Regions from separate parts of the Sus scrofa genome. Here region 2 is linked to region 1. Evidence: chromatin contacts called from public Hi-C data. All regions are on one chromosome and are shown on one strand. The core of a region is the stretch at or near the end of the contact, and the rest is flanking DNA. Distances in the headings are between cores, read along the strand shown.

Evidence for each region. A called contact is a pair of places that touch in the nucleus more often than the background predicts.
Region 2: a contact with region 1 is called in a Hi-C map of liver, with 2.7 times the contacts expected there. The contact joins the promoter of MIA3 here to the promoter of LOC110255736 in region 1. A contact is called at or near these places in 2 of 5 promoter capture datasets (both in liver), 4 of 47 Hi-C or Micro-C datasets (embryonic fibroblasts and liver) and 2 of 2 datasets of contacts at active chromatin or transcription factors (alveolar macrophages and skeletal muscle).

What each region holds. Positions count from the first base shown.
Region 1 is chr10:11,311,011-11,318,082 of Sscrofa11.1, forward strand. It overlaps LOC110255736, which reads right to left and starts at 3,720. Exons shown (of 7, transcript XM_021065090.1): 1 at 3,674-3,720; 2 at 2,576-3,018. The coding sequence starts at 3,720. HHIPL2 (HHIP-like protein 2) reads right to left here. Exons shown (of 10, transcript XR_002336124.1): 9 at 6,670-7,072; 10 at 4,837-5,466. It overlaps TRNAT-UGU (a tRNA gene), which reads left to right and starts at 2,366; the gene lies at 2,366-2,438.
Region 2 is chr10:11,359,914-11,366,985 of Sscrofa11.1, forward strand. It overlaps MIA3 (melanoma inhibitory activity protein 3), which reads left to right and starts at 2,576. Exons shown (of 28, transcript XM_021064137.1): 1 at 2,576-2,701. It overlaps TAF1A (TATA box-binding protein-associated factor RNA polymerase I subunit A), which reads right to left and starts at 2,519. Exons shown (of 11, transcript XM_005667923.3): 1 at 2,365-2,519; 2 at 672-804. The coding sequence starts at 792.

The sequences.
Region 1 (7,072 bases), core at 2,470-4,969:
AGTTCGAGCTGAGAGGTGCAGGTGCACTTCCACCACACCCCACCTGCAGCGGCTGCAGGTCCCGTGCCCCAGCACTGGGGAGGGCGGGTGCAGCAAAAATCTATGAACCTCCACCTGCAGGCGCCACAGGGGATGCAGGGAATGAAGGGAGGCCTTGCTTCTGCCTTAACTGAGCACACATTCCGGGTTAAATCGTGCCCCCTCAAAATTCTTTTTTTTTTTTTTAAAGTCTTTTTAGGGCCGCACTGCGGCATATGGAGGTTCCCAGGCTAGGGGTTGAATGAGAGCTACAGCCGAAGCAATTCAGGATCCCAGACACATCTGTGACCTACACCACAACTCACCGCAACGCCAGATCCTTAACCCACTGAACGAGGCCAGGGATTGAACCTTCGTCCTCACGGAGGCTAGTCAGATATGTTTCTGGGGAGCCACAAAGGGAACTCCTCCCCCTCAAAATTCTTATGTAGCCGTCTTAACCCTCCAGTACCTCAGAATGTGGCTTTCTTTTTTTTTTTTCTTTTTTTTTTTTTTTTGTCTTAATTAGGGCCATCCCTGCAGCACATGGAAGTTTCCTTGAGCTTCAGCTGCCGGCCTGCACCAGGGCCACAGCAACGCCGGATCCAAGCCACATCTGTGACCCACACCACAGCTCACGGCAACGCCAGATCCTCCTTAACCCACTGAGCAAGGCCAGGGATCGGACCCACGTCCTCATGGATACTAGTCGGGGTCCTTACGGGTGAGCCACAACAGGAACCCCAGAATGTGGCCTTTTTGGAGACAGTGTCTTCACAGAGGTCATCAGGTTACAGTGAGATCACTTGGGTGAGTCTAATGCCGCCTAGCTGGTGTCCTCATAAAAAAGGGAAACTTGAACCCAGACAGGGACACATAACAAAGGGAAGCGAGGAGGAGAAGATGGCCATTTACAAGCCGAGGAGAGAGGCCTGGATGGAAACCGCCCCTCAGAACCCTCGGAAGGAAGCAAACCTATCCACACCTTGAATTTGGACCTATAGCCTCCAGAACCGTGAGACAAGACAATTCTATCGTTTAAGCCCCCCAGGCTGTGTGCACTCGGCCGGGGCGGCCCCAGAAAAGGAAAGCCTTTCTCAAAACCACCTCTGAGATGGAAAAGCATTTCTTGATGACATGAAACATCCAAGGGAGGCTCAGATGTTAAGGCAGAAGAAGCCTCGTAAAATGAGAAATGGAGGGGCCTGCTAGGTTTGCTTAGAGGGAGGCAAAGTCTGTGCACCAAAGAGGAAACCAAACGAGGCGCTCGGCTTGGTCCTGAGAACTGCGAGACGCCCTGGAGGGCTGGGCAGAGGAGCGAGGAAAGTGCGCAGCAGGGCGGTGCGTCTCAGAGCAAAGGGCCGGGCAGCAGGACCAGAGGGAAACAAGACAGGCTGAGGACGCCCAAGCGTGTTAGAAAACCCCCCACTGGACGAGCGAGGCCAGGGAGGCGGCAGGCAGTAAAGGCGAACGTGAGAAAGCGGCTCCCAAACGCTTCCCGGTTTCTCCCGGCGGATGCCCATCATTCAGCATTTACTGAGCACCCGCTCACGGGGCGTTAGACGTCATCCTAGGTGCTGGGCATACAGCAGGGAATGAAATAAAAAGGCCCCAAAGACCCAACTTCTAACCTGGAGAGAATAAACGTAATAATAAACACATTGTCCAGCAGGAAAGAAAGTTGAGTAGTTGGGGGCAAAGGGGCCGGATAAGGAGGGTGGTGCCGCGTTAAATGGGGGAGGGGGTGGTGAGAGAAGAGTCTTGATGAGAAAAGGAATCTGAAGGAGGTCAGGGAGAGAAGCCTCCAGACCTCTGGGAGCGCGTGCTTGTCATCCTCTCCTTCAGGCAGTGATGGATCGTTTACACAGGAGAGGGAACAGAGCGCTACCTACTCACTGTACCTCTACCATCGGGTAGGACGTGCGTACTCAAAAATGTGTGGAATCAATTAATTCATCCTCAGTCGATTACTTATTTCAGTTACGGGTACCAAAGATACTCCCCCATAACTTCCCTCTAAGTACAAAACTTGATACAATTTGTCATACAAACAACAGACTGGAGAACTTTTTAAGACGTAAAGGTACCATTCATGCACCATTAGAACAGTATTTCATTTTTGCACTTTCCCTTTCAGTAATTATCTGTATGCATAATGTATCGTCGGTATGAATTCGTGTTTGGTAATCATAAACATACAATTTTGAGATTCGGCTTTTTTTTCTGCTTATTACGTTGTCTTTACAATTGTCCGAGATAGTGGACGCCGAGGGTCAGTTAATTGAGACTGCCGGAAAGCAATGTTACTTCCAATGTCCTTGAATTACAGCGCGCCAGGTAGTGAGCAGGCTCCATAGCTCAGTGGTTAGAGCACTGGTCTTGTAAACCAGGGGTCGCGAGTTCGATCCTCGCTGGGGCCTCATCTGCATTTCCGCTTTTTTTAAAAAACCATCCCGCGTAAATACGCACCAGGGATTCCAAAATGAAACAGTGATTTCTAAAAAACGGTACTTCTGGCAGGACTTAGTCCTGAAATATAAATCACGAACATGCTTACCGTGCCTCAGAGCGACCCGGAAGAGAAAATCCTGGAACGCCGCGAAGCAGGAAAAAAAGAAAAATGGTCCACGGTGGCCGGCGCTACCCGAATCTGCGGCCAGAGCGCCGGAAGAGAGGGCGCAAGGCGCCGGGGGCTCGTTTTCAAAGCCCTGCAAACCCAGACCCCGCGCCGAGTTACGAAAGGCAGAGGGCGGCGACGCGGGGACCTCGACGGCGCGCGGCGCGCGGCGCGGGTGCGCGGGGCGGGCGGGACGTGGCTGCGCCTGCAGTGACGCCGCGCGGCCGCCTGGTGGCGCTGGAGCCCGGCTCTCGCTGGCCCGACCCGCGGCGAGGGCGCCTCCAGACCCTGTTGCCGGGCCCAGAGATTGGCCCGCGTGGCCTGGACGAGGACACGTGGCAGCTTGGCGTTCAGAGCCCAGCTTGGCGCCACCATCCTGCCCCCTACGAGAGAAAGAGGGAGCGATTCCCCGAAATAAACGGGCCCGGGCTGCGCGGGAAGCCAAGGTTTGCAGTTTTTACCCTGAATTCCCGAATGCTGGGTGACTATAGTCACCAGTGCCCTTTCTTTTCTGTTTCTTTTTTTAAGGGCCACGAGTGGCATATGGGAGTTCCCAGGTGAGGGGTCGAATCAGAGCTACAGCTGCTGACCCACGACACAGCAATGTAAGATCCGCGCTGCATCTGCTACCTACACCACAGCTGGTGGTAACCACGGATCCTTAACCTACCGAGAGAGGCCAGGGATCAAACCCGCATCCTCATGGCTACTAGTTGGGTTTGTTTCCGCTGAGCCACAACGGGAATTCCCCAGAGCATTTTCTGAATACAGAAATTGTCCGCACCCAGGATGTTTTGATAAAGGACTGTCTATAAACTAGCCCCCTGCCACATGAAACCATTGAGTGCCTGAAATGTGGCTATTCCAGATTGAGATTTGCTGAAATAAAATACACATTGGGTTTAGAAAATTCAGTACCAAAAAAAAAAAAAAAAGAATGTCAACTATCCCATTAGTAATTTTTAATCAATTACATATTGAAACAATAATACCATAATATACAGGATTAAATAAATTGTGTAATTGCATTAATTTTACCTTTTTTTGGCTACTAGAAAAATTTTAATTAAATGGGCGGCTCCCATTTGCAGCTCTCATATGGGGCAAGTTCAAGGATCCCGAGTCTCATGACCTTGAGTTCAAGTTAATGCTTAACAGTGCTTACAGCAGGTAAGCCTTTCATCTCTTTGGGTCTCCCAGAGCCTGTACTGTGCCTGGCAAGCTGTAAGCATGGCACTTGTTGAGACGAAATCAAGTATCTCCCCCAGCATAACCCAAACTCCACAAAAAACAAGAGAATGTATTTCTTAATCTGGGTTCTTTTGAGGATGATGTGACTGGGACAATTTCTTGGCTTGCAAGATTTTAGCTCTGGATCCTAAAACCCTGGCATTTTTGGTTTTGTTCCATTAAGTCAAATTGCCTATATTCTTCCGGGTACTCTGCAGAATCTGGAGAACTTGTTGAAGCTCTTAGCTCTGTCATTCCTCAAGTACCAGGTTAAAAGCCACCACCCTCCCTGGGGGCCCCCAGAGAGGCTGACAGGGGCGTTGGTTCAAGTCCAGCTGAACAATTCCCCGCTCCCTTGCTGCCGTGGTCCAGGGCAAGTGGCCTAACCTCGCCAGGCCTCACTTCCCTGATCTGCAGCAGAAGTGATGGGGCAACACGCAAGCAGCAAGGTTTTGAGGTTTTGGAGAGTGGATATAAACTTAGCACATAATAGGTATGCAACCTGTAGTCATGTTTGCTATGCTCTCTGCCCCGCAGAACAGTAGGCGCCAGAGGACCTGCCTTTATTCATACCCTCGCTTCAGTGAGGGCGAAGGAGACATCCATTTTAGAGGAGCTCTCCCCCAAAGGCATCACTACAAGCCCCCTCTTAGACCTGAGATGAGGCTTGGGAGTGACACATGGCTCTTAGGCAAACTGGGTGAAGCACGGCAGATTTTTTTTTTTTTTTTCTTTTCTGTCTTTTTCGGCCACCTGGGCATAGGGAGTTCCCGGGCCAGGGATCAAATCCCAGTCGCAGCTGCGACCTAGGCCCCGCTGGGGCAACTGGATCCTTTAACCTGCTGTGCCTGGCCAGGCTCAGAACCTGCGTGCTGGCCCGCAGAGACGCTGCCGAGCCCCTGCCCCACGCGGGAACTCCACGTCCCATTTCTTACCACCAGGCAAGCATCCAGGAGATCAAACACTCCGGGTCCATTTGAGCAAGTGTTGATTTATTGCCTTAGGTCACGGGCACTTACAAACAGGGACACACAGTGGACTTCCAAGCGGGTTTACAGACTGGCAAACAGGCAGCCAGGTAGCCTGGCAACATGGGCTTTGGTCTCGCTGCAGAAGCGGACATGGGGCATCCGGTCAGGTCAGAGGACAAGGTTCTTGAGGAGAAGACCACTGCGCAGCCCAAGGTCAAGCTCTCACCACTGGTCCTCGCCTGCACCCCAGCTTCCCAGGTGTCTAAGGTCATGTGCAGCAGCAGCAGCAGCAGCAGCAGCAGTTCCCCAGGGGCAAACTGGAAGCTCATCCCCTGACCCACCACCTTGACGGAAGCATCAGAGGGAGGCTCCTGCCAGCTCGCTGCCGCTGTGCCCCTCTGCCTGGGGGGGTCTTGGGGCTCTGCTTCCTCCTCCCCTGGGGGCCTGGGGACCACACTCGCTTCTTTGCCCCAGGCCGAGGAAACGGCTTCCTGCTGCTTGTGGGGGAAGCTGGCTTCTTGGAGGGGCCTTTCCGAGAGGAGGCCCGGTCTGGCCTGGAAGTTACAGTTGCGTTGGATGATTTTCTAGCAGCTTCTTCAGCTTGCTCCTTTAGCAAGTCCAAGACCGTCTCTGGGAAACAAATATTTATTTAGTAGAAATAGAAGCCCTGGAAAGCAGCTCTAAGGGAAGTGCCACCCAGGAAACCTGTGCTCGCTTGAGGGTTCTTGAATGTAAGTTCTTTTTTTTTTTTTTTTTTTTTGTCTTTTTGCTATTTCTTGGGCCGCTCCCGAGGCATATGGAGGTTCCCAGGCTAGGGGTCTAATTGGAGCTGCAGCCACTGGCCTACACCAGAGCCACAGCAACGCGGGATCCAAGCTGCATCTGCAACCTACACCACAGCTCACAGCAACGCCGGATCCTTAACCCACTGAGCAAGGGCAGGGACCGAACCCGCCACCTCATGGTTCCTAGTCGGATTCGTTAACCACTGCGCCACAACGGGAACTCCTTGAATGTAAGTTCTTTTGAAATTAACATTTTTAATGTCCTTCACTGGCCTTGATCTAAAAATACTTTTTTTTTTTTTTTTTTTTCTTTTTAAGGCATACAGAGGTTCCCAGGCTTGGAGTCAAATAGCAGCTGCAGCTGCAAGCCTACACACACCACAGCCAGAGCAACGCCAGATCCGGGCAGCATCTGTGACCTACAAGCAGCTCATGGCAATTCCAGATCCTTAACCCACTGATCAAGGCCAGGGATTGAAACCCGCATCCTCATGGGTACTAGTCAGGTTCCTTACTGCTGAGCCCCAATGGGAACTCCCAAAACAATTCCTTTGTGATGGGATTCCTCCAATGCTGCATGGCTCTAGAAGAGTTCCCTTGGAAACAGCATCCTTCCGCTGTGAGTCTTTCCTGACTCCGCACCTAGCCTGGAAGAGGGCCTCCGGCTGGGGGCCCAGTCAGAGGCCTGGACATCCTTCTAGCCAGAGCCTCCGTGCTGCATCTATTTCTTCATTTGCCTGTGCTCCATGCGCCCTCTCACTGGACTCAGAACTCCTGTAGGTCAGGCTCACTGCTGTGTCCCCAGGGATGGCCACAAAGGAAGGAAGGAACGAACGAGGGACCACAGGTCACAGCAAAAGCAGGTGCTGGCCCTCTCCGTCTGGTCGCAGAGGAGACATCTAGACAGAGCCATGGGTCCCAGTCCTCACCCAGAGGATAAGCCTTGGTGAGAAAAGACCTCCCGCCCCAGGATGGCAGCTGTCTGCAGAGGGCACTGTGCGGGCGCCTGGATGCCAAGCCCTGAGCCCAAAGACAAAGACAGACTCACTGGCTAGTGGCCTGAATGGGATCCGCTTACTCTTGATTTTCACCGGCACCGGCTTGTATGTGCACTTTCCCGGAGGTGCTCGCCTAAAAACAGATAGAAAACGTGAGGACCCAGGACTCTGAAGACGGGACCAGGAACTCAAGGTCAGCAGGAGGCGTGCGTTTGCAAGACTTGGGTTCAGCCCCCCTTTATCCATAGGGGTGGGATGGACGGAGGAGGAATCTGGGATGAGCTCTGACAGAGAGGAGAACAGACAGGGACACCCAGGGCCACTACCACCCAGGGTGGTGTAGGCGGCAGAGGACTGAGTTCAAATCCTGGGGACCGCGGGCAGGAAAACTTGGCTAGGTTTCAACTTTCACGTCTATAAAATAGCAAAAGTAATAGAGAGAGATGAGGATTC
Region 2 (7,072 bases), core at 1,326-3,825, 48 kb after region 1:
ATGGAGGTTCCCAGGCTAGGGGTCGAACTGGAGCTGTAGCTGCTGGCCTTAGAGCCACAGCCACGCCAGATCTGAGCCGCGTCTGTGACCTACACCAAAGCTCACAGGAACACCGGATCCTTAACACACTGAGCAAGGCCAGGGATCCAACCCAAATCCTGATGGATCCTAGTCAGGTTCCTTTCGGCTGAGCCATAACAGGAACTCCCACTTTTATGAATTCTGATAGGAGATTTATCCCATTAAAGAAACTTTTTTTTACTTCTACATTAGATGAAGATAGAAAACAATATTCTTTCTTTGAAATCTATTATATATCAATTCTATTAGGAATTATTTCAATGCAATTAAACAGAAATTTCTGGTATGTACTCCTCAATGGCAAAGATCATATCTTCTTCAGCTGTGTACCCCAATGTCTAGCCATCACCAGGGATATAGTAAATGCTCAGTAAGAATTACCGGAGAAAAAGAAAAAGTGCATCTACCATATATACAGACTGTCAATAACTGAAAAGAATTCTTAAAAAAAAAAGGTTAACAGCCTGAAATACCCTCACATATTCTTATCTTGAAAACTGAACAAGCCTGGTTATCCATTTTTGCATCCATATTGAAGCTTATCACTTCCTTGCATTAAAGCTGAAAAGCGTGTATGTTATTTCACTTACCTATAGTTTCTATATGCTTTTGGAGCCAAGGAAAACACATCCCTGTACCAGAGGACACGCATTTTTCCCCCTGTTCATCCTCTGTCGTGGGCCGTATCAATTCTTCACTGAAATCACTCATACCTGTTCCAAGCTGACAGTACCAGTTATTTTCTGTACATCTTATTTCATAGGCTTCCCAGTTATACAGAAAGACAGCCATCTTTTATCTCACAAATATCAATGATTAACAAAATTAACTGTACCTGGTAGTTCCTTTAAAGTAGGAAATGAATTAATTACATCAGCAGCAGCCCAAAAGAATGACCCACGAAAAAAAAGAAAGATAACTATAACTACTACCATATTTCAAGAAGATACAAAGGTAAATAAGATAATTATCCTTTTATTAAAAAAAAAAACTCAGGAAAATCTACTCAATAGTTTGTAATAACCTATACGGGAAAAAAAAAATGGATATAGTTATATCCATAACTGATTCAGGCTGTACACCTGAGACTAACACATCATAAGTCAACAATAGGCCCATAAAATTAAAAATTAAAAATTAAAAAAATAAAAATAAAAAAGTTCCCGTTGTGGCTCAGTGGGTTATGAACCCTGTGAACATCTATGAGGATGTGAGTTTGACCCCGGGCCCTGCTCAATGGGTTAAGGATCCAGCATTGTCGTGAGCTGTGGTGCAGGCCTCAGACATGGCTCTGATCTGGCCTGGCTGTGGCTGTGGTATGGGCCAGCAGCTGATTCAACTACTAGCCTGGGAACTTCCATATATGCTACAGGTGTGATCCTAATAATAAATACATACACAAATAAATCCTTTTGAGCTGTTCCCAATTTTTTAAAAAACACTCATCTAGAGAAAAAAACAGCAAAATGTATAATAACAAAACAATATGACAAATACAATAATAACAGCAGTACTAAACATGTATTGCCCCTTCCAATACACCAGGGATACAAGGTATCTAATTCAGTTCTTACAGAAATCCAGCGTAAGTACTACTGTTTTCTTCCATTTTCATACTGAAAGCACTAAAGGGCTCAGTGAAACTAGGTAACCTGGTCCAATGTCACAAGAAAGGTGAGGACAGTATTCCAGGAACTAGAACACTAAACACACTTGGCATGAACAGATTCTGGGTGGATGGGTAGTAAGTGCAGGAGGATGCGAAAAGCTGAGTTTGGACCTAATTCTCAAGATGCTCAGGCCCCTTTCCCTCCTTCCACTTATCCAACGGCGTACTGGGTCCTGCTGGTACTGCTCCCATCTTCCCCCTGCGCCTAGACTCTTCACCACCCCCCTGCAAATTGTCTGGACTACTGCATTAACTTTATAACTAGTTACCCCGCCTCCAATTGGGCTTCTCCACGTCACAGCCCGAGTACACCTTTCACAATCAAACTCTGGGGTTAGCATGGGTTTGAAATGACAACGGAGTTTGAACCCGACTCGCATATTCCTTAAGGAGTCATTCCAGAAGCAGCTCTCCCTTTTTCACTCTAAAAGCCTAAATTGGGGCCGAGCAGTTGTTACAGTACCAAAGCTTCTCCTCCCCTCCAGCAGCACGCTCCGAACGCGAGCTTCAGAGCATCAGGAAAACACGGGAAAGGAGATGACGACTAAATCCTAGCACAGCCCTTCCGTCCCGTCCCGGGGCAACGACATACGGACGACCACCGCGAGACTCACCTGTTAAAGCCGGAGCTCCCCTGGGCACCAAACCCGCCGCGCGACTGCGGCCGGGTGAGAGCAAACTCCCACCCAAAGCAGAGGAAGCAAAGGAGCACTCAGAGCAAAAGCTGCAAAGCCGCCCTCCGCCGTTCCGCGGCGCGCAGACGCAGCCCCGCCCCTGACTCCCGATTGGGTGGTGAGGGCCTCGACCCGGACGTGACCCGGAAGTAGCCGTGGACTGCCGCTTTCCCATTGGAGTGGCCCCAGGTGTTCCTCCTAGACGTGCTCAGCGGGAAGAATGGGAGCCTTTAATTGCAAGTCAAGATTGGAGCAGAGGAAGGCCGCCTGGAAAAGGGTAACAGTCAAAACACCGAAATGTCACTTTAACTGAGTAGTTCTCCGTGCGACCTTCCGGCTACTGCGTGGCTTGTGCGCCCACTCAGCGAGCGTCGGAGGCGTGGCTTGTGATTCTAACAAGATAAATCTTTGCCGAGGCTTTTTGTTTTTTCGCTTTTTAGGGCCGCATCTGCAGCACATGGACGTTCCCAGGCTACGGGTGGAATAGGAGCTGCAGCTGCCAGCGTGCAGCTGCAGCAACGCCAGATCCGAGCCGCGTGAACCTACATCACAGCTCACTGGAAACACCTGGCCCCTAACTCACTTAGCAGGCCCAGGGAAGGAACCCGCATCCTCGTGGATACTAGCCCGGCTGGCTGAACTACAACCGGAACTCCCGCATGGGCTTTTAATTCTTCCTTGAGATCTTTTTTCTCTTATTAAAGTGTTAACTTTTAATTTATGTGGCTGCCTCCGCCAAATTTGGGCAAGAATATCGTTTTCCTTCTCATTGGAGTTGGTTCCATGGAGTCCTCTGGGGTCATTTCACGAGGAACGCTGACAAACTTAATGTGATAGGGAGTCGAAAGTAAAGTGGTTAAATGTAACGAGGGGAAATTGAGGCGTTCTAGGGAAGATAATCCTGGAAAACTAAAGACCCATGGGAACTCAAAATTTGGAGGTTTTATCTGTGAAGGAAGGGTCAGACTTTTCCTAGCATCAGAGAATGGAACCAGGACTCAGTAATGAAAGTAAAAGAGAGGCAGCTTGAAAGTCATTAAAACAATTTGGTTCATAACTAAGTCTACAGAGATAATGAATTAGGCTCCCGCAGGAACGTTTGCGTTTCCCCCGACCTGAAAGTGAGCTATTTCAGCAGAATCACAGTATTGTAGAGACGATCAAAGGGTCTAGTAAGAGTTTGTACAGGGATTCCTTAAAATGCTGAAATACTTGATTGTATGTTGTCTTCAGTAACATTATGCAGCAACCATGGGCTTGTGAGGAAAATTCTGCTGCTCTGTGTGTCAAAAATCCGGCCTCACTCAAGCCTGTGCACAAGCTCCACAGACAAGGCTGACCTAAGTGATGCTGTGATTCAGGGGGACACCTACACTAAATAACATAGACACAAGTTTCTAGTCTAAAGATTTGGTCTAGTTACATTTCTTTCCTTACTGTGAGGTATAATTTCACCAAAACCAATCTAGAATGGATTTTATCTAGCTAAAAATTCATACTCCCACAAAAAAATGGGGAAGAAATTTGATTTACCTAAACATTCTCAGACAATAGGTAAAAGAAAGTTAGAACAAATATCTTTACATGCTCTACCTACTTGTTCCCTTTTCCATGGTACATTTCTGGTTGAAAACGTGTCAGAGGGAAGAGAGTAAAAAGAAAATGATACTATATCACACCAAATACCATAAATAATATTTTAAAAAAGGAAATGGTATAACAGAAATGCAAACATAAAGGAAAACATGGAGTTCCCATCGTGGCTCAGCGGAAATGAATCTAACTAGCATCCGTGAGGACACAGTTTCAATCCCTGCCCTTGCTCAGTGGGTTAAGGATCCGGCATTGCCCTGAGCTGTGGTGTAGGTTGAAGATGCGGTTCGGATCTGGTGTTGCTGTGGCTGTGGTGTAGGCTGGCAGCTACAGCTCCAATTAGACCCCTAGCCTGGGAACCTCCCTATGCCACGGGTTTGGCCCTAAAAATACAAATAAATTAATTAATTAAATTTAAAAAATAAAGCAAAACATACAAAAGACTTCTAGACTCCAATCTAAGAGAAAACATATCCTAAGGAACAAAAAGATTGCATTGTGCTAAAGAGCAACTTAATAAGATGACTTTTTTTTTTTTTTTCTTTTTAAGGCTGCACATTCGGCATATGGAAGTTCCCAGGCTAGGGATTGAATTGGAACCACAGCAGCTGGCCTGCTCACAGCCACAGCAATGCCAGATCAGAGCCACATCTGTGATCTACACCACAGCTCGTGGCAACACCGGATCCTTAACCCACTGAGCAAGGCCAGGGATTAAACCTGCATCCTCATGGATACTAGCCAGGTTAGTTACCACTAAGCCACAATGGGAACTCCACCCCACCCCCCCTTTTTAGACTCTCTATTTAATCATTCTGGTTTGACATCATCGAATATGTGTTCCATGCCATTTCGAATCCCATGTAGAATTAAATTGGAATTGGGATGAGCTTTTGTACTTGCAAAGAACCACTCTTTGAGTACGCAGTTGCTTGGTACCCACTCGAGTACGATCTTCATGATGGTATTTACGTTCCTGTTCCTAGTTTGTACGATGTGTGTCAATCAAAATACTAAAGATTCAGGAAATTTGCTGTGTATGATCTGTAACAGGTCTGCTAGGTTGTACGTTACACCTAGAGCATACTTTCTCCCTCTTAGCTCTCAGTGTCTCCTTCCAGGAGGCACTTTTGACCAATAAGCACACTTTTGGGGGTGGGGCTGTTACCCTCCATTCTGTGTTTTAGTAAGAAGGGAACAATTTCCAGGGTAGGTTTCTATCAAAAAAATCTCTCCTCTGAGATGAAGTCATTGATTGACTGAGACTCTGGTACCATCACCATCCCTGTTGGTTGTAAGAGTCTTAAGATTTTGCTTTTTAATTATTTAAACAACAGTGATGGGCCACATTTTAATCAGTTATCTCATTGCTTCTTATAGAAATGTGAAGTTTTACCACTAACCCCAGTGTTACAGTCAAGGAATCTGAGACTCAGTGAGGTTGGCAACTTGCCTAGGGTCACACAATTAGACTTCTGATACCTAGTTTAATGCTTTTTTGGACGACATTCTCTGCCTCTGCTGTTGTCCTAGTATGGAAGCAATTCCTATCTGAAACCTGTAAATAGATTAAGCCAAACAGTCTCCACTGTGGAAATTGTGTTGTACAGGTTCCACCCTGGAATTTGTTCTGTATTTGTTCAAAGCACCAAATATTTGACTTCCATGAAAATAGTGCCAAGGTAAACTAGACAGAACCGGAAACAGGAACTTCTATATAAGCCTATATGTTCCTTAAAGATGTTTGAGTTTGTTCAGTACAAATTGGAATAATATTTGTCAGGACTAGACAAACAGTACATGCTGATAGAAGACTTTGCCTTGTATGTGACTCATGCTCAGGGGGACATACCCTTTAACATGACTTTGACTTGGCTTTTTTTTCTTTTTATGGACACACCTGTGGCATAGGGAAGTTCCTGGGCCAGGGCTTGAATCAGACCTGCAGCTGTCAGCCTACATCGCAGCCAAGGCAACAAAACGGATCTGAGCCACGTCTGCAACGTATGCTGCAGCATGTGGCAATGCCAGATCCTTAATCCACCGAATGAGGCCAAGGATTGAACCCACGTCCTCTCCGACACCATGCTGAGCCCAAGCAGGAATTCTTGACATGGCTTTTTAACTGTAGGGAAAGGGTTTACCTCCACTGGCCTGCAAATCTTCATTCTCCTTGGCCTTCACAACAGGATACTTGCTTAAATTCTACTTATTATATGTTCCCTTTACTTAAAGTCTGATAGCTTATGGGAGTTCCCTTTGTAGTTCAGCGGGTTATGAACCCTACCAGTGTCCATGAGCATGTGAGTTCGATCCCTGCCTTCACTGAGTGGGTTAAGGATCTGGCATTGCCCTGTAGTTCAGCAGCTGCAGCTCTGATTTGTGTCTGCTTATACCAATACCACACTGCTATAATAAATATAACTGTAATAAGTCTAGGAAAAGTTAATATAACTCCTCCAATTTTTTTCTCTTTTTTCAAAGGTGTTTGGTTATCATATGTCCTTTGCACTTCTGCCTAAATCTTAAATTAGCTTGTCAACTTCTGCAAAGAAATCTACTGGGATTTTGATTGGGATTGAATTAAATTTACACACCAGTTAAGGATCATGGACATTATGACTATATTAAGTCTTCCAATCCATGAATCTGGTATTGGTCTCCATTTATTTAGTTCTTTAATTCTCATCAACAATAATTTATACTTTTCAGTATTCAGTTCTTTCACCTTTTTTTTTTTTTTTTTTTGCTCTTTTTTCTATTTCATGGGCTGCTCCCGCAGCATATGGAGGTTCCCAGGCTAGGGGTCGAATCGGAGCTGTAGCCACCGGCCTACACCAGAGCCACAGCAACACGGGACCCGAGCCGCATCTGCAACCTACACCACAGCTCATGGCAACGCCAGATCGGCAACCCACTGAGCAAGGGCAGGGACCGAACCCACAACCTCATGGTTCCTAGTCGGATTCGTTAACCACTGAGCCACGAAGGGAACTCCCTTTCACATGTTTTGTTAAATTTACCTCAAAATAGTTCATTTTGGGGTGCTACTATA